2 separate regions of the Anas platyrhynchos genome follow, and region 2 is linked to region 1. A link is a contact called in public Hi-C data. All regions are on one chromosome and are shown on one strand. Each heading gives the region's core, a stretch centred on a gene start, on an enhancer-like site or on the middle of the called end of the contact. The rest is flanking DNA. Distances are from core to core; before and after follow the strand shown. Region 1 holds the start of ARHGEF7 (Rho guanine nucleotide exchange factor 7). Region 2 overlaps ARHGEF7 (Rho guanine nucleotide exchange factor 7).

The links. A called contact is a pair of places that touch in the nucleus more often than the background predicts.
Region 2: a Hi-C map of skeletal muscle shows a contact between it and region 1, with 1.6 times the contacts expected there. The contact joins the enhancer-like site here to the promoter of ARHGEF7 in region 1. A contact is called at or near these places in 2 of 8 Hi-C or Micro-C datasets (skeletal muscle and subcutaneous adipose tissue).

The regions. Positions count from the first base shown.
Region 1 is chr1:146,723,334-146,725,936 of IASCAAS_PekinDuck_T2T, reverse strand. ARHGEF7 (Rho guanine nucleotide exchange factor 7) reads right to left here and starts at 1,317. Exons shown (of 23, transcript XM_027444149.3): 1 at 857-1,317. The coding sequence starts at 1,021.
Region 2 is chr1:146,779,662-146,782,264 of IASCAAS_PekinDuck_T2T, reverse strand. ARHGEF7 (Rho guanine nucleotide exchange factor 7) reads right to left here. Exons shown (of 23, transcript XM_027444149.3): 8 at 677-771; 9 at 273-368. Among named protein-coding and RNA genes, the nearest start is that of ARHGEF7, 56 kb to the right of the region's middle. Within about 2 kb of position 1,279, at least 1 of the 8 cell types and tissues checked has an H3K27ac peak or open chromatin away from gene starts, as enhancers often do.

The DNA.
Region 1 (2,603 bases), core at 68-2,567:
CAGCACTTCTTTCTGTCATGCTTGTGTTTGTTTTCGAGCCTGCCGTAGAGCCTGTTCCTCATGACAAGCTCAGGGCACCATCCCACCAGGCTGGCCGACACCTCCAGAAGGGGAAGGACCTTCCCCAAAGCCTCTCCCTACCTCACAGCTCAGCACCCAAAGCCTTGGAGCAGGCACGCAGCATTTTCACCTCCAACATGCAGGTGGCAACTGGAGGGGAAAGGTGGTGGTGGCCATCCTGGGCAGCTCTGCCCGTCACCCGTGGTGGCTCCCACGTTGCTCATGGAGGAGGTCTCACCCCTCCAATCATCTTGGTGGCGTTCCTGGCTGGTTTCCGTGTCCCCACTTTGCTCACGGGGACGGGAATGACCCCACTGAGCCCAGGGGACGCCAGTCCTGGACCTCAGTGCCATGGTGCAACACAAAGCAGCGACAACTCCCCGTGCGTGGCACACCGAGCCCGGCGCCCCACCAAACTCCGAGTGGTGGCTCCCAAACTTGGTAGCTCAGCGGGCGACGCAAGGAAGCCCCGAAAACCAAAAAAAGTTGAAACCCCCTTCCCTCCACCAACACGGCAAGTGCCCTTCGCTCATCCCCAGGGGGAAACTTTCCCCAGCGGGCACCGCAGCCCACCGAAAATAATAAAAAAAGGAACAAGAACACCTCAAACCAGGGGGTCGTTATTACGATTGGGAACGGCGGGGGTGTGTGGGGAGGGCGGGGAGGGGCTGGGGGGCTCCCTGACCAGCCGGGTGCCCCCACGGGGGAGCTCGGCACCCCGGGGGCGGTGTCGGAGGCCGCACAAAGGCGGTGCAGCCCCCCCCGCCCGGCCCCGCCATGCCGGGCAGCCGCTTACTTTGTCGATGGAGCCCGGCAGCAGGCGCTCGAGGAGGCGGCAGAGCACCACGCCGTCCTTCAGGGAGGACTGCAGGAAAGCCTCGGGGTCGGCCACCGTCTTCTTGGGCGACTCCAGCACGCCCAGGGCGATCAGCCACGTAACGGTCTGCTCGGCCGAAGTCATGGCCGCGGAGGCGAGGAGGAGGATGAGGAGGAGGATGATGAGGATGATGATGATGGGGAGAGGGGGGGTGATTTTTAGGGGGAGGGGGGGGGGCTTCAAGCGGATGCCCCCGCCTCCCCCATGTGAATGCAGATGACGACGCCCCGCCGTCACACCGCCACCCCGTGTCAGACGCGCTCACACACACACACTCACACCCTCACACACTCACACACCCTCACACACACCCTCACACACTCACACACACACTCACACACACACACATGCAGCCGCAGAGCCGCCTCCTCCCCGCCCCCTGACATCACGGGGCTTGCGCGCCCGCGGAGGCTCCGCCAGGGCCGGGCGGAGGCTGCCCCCCGCCGGCCGCCCCGGGCTCGGGGGGAGCCCGGCAGCCCCCCGAGGGAGGATTTTGGGTGAAAAAGGGAGGCTCTGAGGCTGGCACAGGCTGCCCAGAGAGGCTGTGGCTGCCCCATCCCTGGAGGTGCTCAAGGCCAGGCTGGGTGATGCCTTGAGCAACCTGCTCCGGCGGGCAGCATCCCAGCCCGGAGGGGCTGGAACTGGGTCGGCTTTAAGGTCCCTCCCAGCCCAAATGGCTCCGTAATACCCCAGCTGAGATCAGATCTGCCAAAGGGCAGCAGTGCCTTTGGACCCATGCCGAGATAAGCCTACCCTAACCCATAACACAGGCAGACTTTCTTAAACTCTGATGCCCGAGCTGCAATATCTCTTCCAACATTTCTCGGCATCAACCATCTGAGACTTCTGCTTCCCCACTTTGCCTTCTTGGTGCATATTTGGAGCAACAGCTGCCTGCCGGAGAGCTACAGAGAAGGCAAGCTCACCTATTTCTTGAGATCGGAAAGCAGCACAGATGGCTTAACCACGTCCAAGAGGGTGGAGGTGCCCAAAAGGTTGAAGAAAATGCCAGTCTCTTCCTGGCTTCTTTTCTTTTCATCCTTTCTTTTCACAAAGGATGGGGCATATCACTATGACCAGTTTTCTCACCTTTCTCTGCTTTGTTTCACCATCAAGCTGTTCAGATTACCTTATGTCCTGACTTCAGTCCCACTTTGGCTTCTAAATCATTCACAGGCTGATGATGCCCTGTATTTGGGAACCCCGTATGGTTATATTTAAGCAACCGAAAACCTTTCTGAAGACATCAAAGGCATGATTTTAACTACCTTTTCCTATAAAACATTTTTATATATAGGCAAAGATGAAAAAGTCATTTCAGTATTGATTCATAAAGAATAGATACAGAGCACAGATATGGTAGGTTTAGGAAACTCTCTTTACACAAAGAGATTTTTATATTTTTAATTTTAGTACTAGTTTAATTTAGCTTACTAAGAAGATCTGGACCCCTCTTTGAAAGAGATGAAGACATACGCTAGCCAAACTTGGCAGAGATCCTGTAGATCTAGCAGCACTTCGTTTTCAGCAAATAAAGATTCAAAAGCTGACAATTTCTTAGGACTTTTGGAATCTTTTGTCTTACAAGAAGTTATTAAAGAAACCAGGTAGTCACAAGGTAGAAGGTAAATTTCTGCCATGGATTAGCAAGTGGTTGAAAGACAAA
Region 2 (2,603 bases), core at 30-2,529, 56 kb before region 1:
ACCTTCCCACTGGTAAGCAACTCATGGCTATTTATAAATTGTTTCCAAGCTATTCCAAAAATTGCTACCTCTGCAATTGCATCCTAGGACCAACAGCTATCTGTGCGAGCAAGCAGTGATTACCCAAACACCTATCCCTTTTTTTGCTGTAGCAGCTATGGTTACAATTAGAGCAACAAAGTTTCATCTCAAACATTAACATACACAACAGGAGAAGTAATATAATATTTGCTTGTTAGGATTTTTCAGAATCTGGTACACGTTGTACTTACTTGGTGCATTCTTCTAAGGACTGTACAAGCATTTGTTGGAAAGAACTTATTTCTTCCAGGTTTCCCATTAAGTATGAAGTGTTTGCTGAGTTTAACCTGGAGCCAAGGTAAATAAAAGGTGTTTAGCATAGCAGTTATTGACTAATTGTGCTTTAATAAAACCTACAACTTTTTTTTTTTTTAAAAAAAAAAAAAAAGCTTCTTTGATCAAGATCAGCCTGTCCTGATCAGCAATCAAGCAGAATAAAAGAAACTTGAAGCAGCAATCCCTGCCTCAAGGATCTCAGGGTCCACACAAGAAAACATGCATTATTCACTAAAACTGAAGCTTCAACCACATAAACCCTCCCCAGTCCCCAAGTGATATCCAGCCTTACTTTAGAAGCCAAAACAAACTCACATACTTTTCACTAGCTTGCAGTGGTCGCAGGTAGTTTGAAAGCATTGTCTGTAGCTCCTTAGCGTATTCGTTTTCTGTTTCTAATATATTTTGTAGCACCTGCAATAAATGACAATTGCTAATTGGTATTTTTTAAGAGATTCTTTAAAAGGCTCAACCTGTTAACAGTTTTAAAATGTACTAGAAATTACGTAGTAATTTAAAAATTTCAAAATTTAAAAGAAGGGTGCTGTATTAAAAATGTTAATATCAAGAGAAAAGCATTAAAGACTATGTATTTATGAAACTCTCAGGAAAAATGACACACATACACACACAAGCCATCCTTCAGTCACATAAAGTGGTAACAGGAATACATTATGCTAAAGCAAGTTTTTATTGTAAAAGTAGAGAGAGCTATACAGAGTGTTCTTCCAGAGCAAGGAGTAGTTATTCCTCCCGTGTACTGCAAAACACTCAAAGAGCAGAGAATGGTAAAACACATTAGAAGTTGTAAAAGAAACAATGAGCGTTGTTTTCTCAGTCTCAATTACAACTCAGAACAACTTATCTTGCTTGCTAAGTGTTCACTGACTCAGAGAGCGGAAAGGTCAGCTTATAAACACCAAATAACCATCAGCTTTACTTAGCAAAATCCTCAGCCTCGTTGCATTCTTTTTAAATGGGGACACCTAGGCTTCAACTGTGAGTGCAGTAACATACACTACCACAAGGAAATTACAAGTGTATAAGACACAGCACACACTTGCTTTCGGGCTGAATATAAATCCAACAACTGGAACGCTCCCAACTACGTACAAGGAAGCATTTTACTGGGCCATCTCCAAGCAGTCTGCTTTAAGATATCCTCCAATGTATTCACATCAAATTCTACCGTGCTTCTAGCAATAAATTAGTTTTTGTCTTCAAGAAGATAATGATCTAGCAGGGGAATCGTCAGAATTAAATGCAGCTCACAGGACAGAGTAAGCTTTGAAAACTTTCTGTAATTTATTGCTCATAAGCCACACCAGAAACCTTTCATTTTGGTGCATGCCGTATTTGTCAAGCCTACAGTAATATCTCATTTCAGCATTTATAGTAACGACTGTAATTGAGTGCATTATTCACTGTTCTAGTCAATACTCTTTCTTAGGAAATAAAAAAAGGCCATTCATTCCTAAATGCAAACCTGATGAAATAACTTTAAATAGTTCAGTATGTCAATGAAGAATTCACTGTTCCTTTCATTGGTGTCATTGATTCTGCTTATTCCTTCAATGCTTCTATTCATTTGGAGAAAGAGAGAGACCACTTTTGAGTTCATTCTTTTGTTGGAAATCTGAACCGAAGATTAAAATGTCTCCATTCTCTGCTAAACACGATGGCAGAAGAATGTCACAGAGAAAGCTATAGCTGTTAAATAGAAAACTGCAGCATGAAGTACAATATGGGTGCACAATTTATTAAAAAAAGCTAAAAACCTTTACCATTTAGACCAGAGGGAACCAAAAAAAACTAAATCCATATTTGCACTGATCATAAAACAAATTAAAATCCCACTTTCTAACACAAATATAATACAAAAAAAGTCGGTTGTTAAAATGGAAACCTGTAAGTACTTAGGATCCATACAATTCGAAACTAAATGCAAGATGAATCTTTTCCAGCATTGCTTTTCCTACAAAAATCTGCCAGCCAGAAGTCATTATATAGCCATTGGTTAGGAAAAGGAGACAAAACCGAGGATGAAAATGAAATATATTGACAAAGCACTGAACACTATCAGAAAACATCCAAAGACGGGGGAAAAAAATTGCTAGCAATCTTGAAGGGCAGATCCATTTTTGCAGAGAGTATTTTCCATCCTTTGCTATAAACAGCTGTCTGAGGAGGCTGAAATGAAAGTTGTTTCATGTTTTAAAACTCAATTATTTTCCTATCTTATTTGG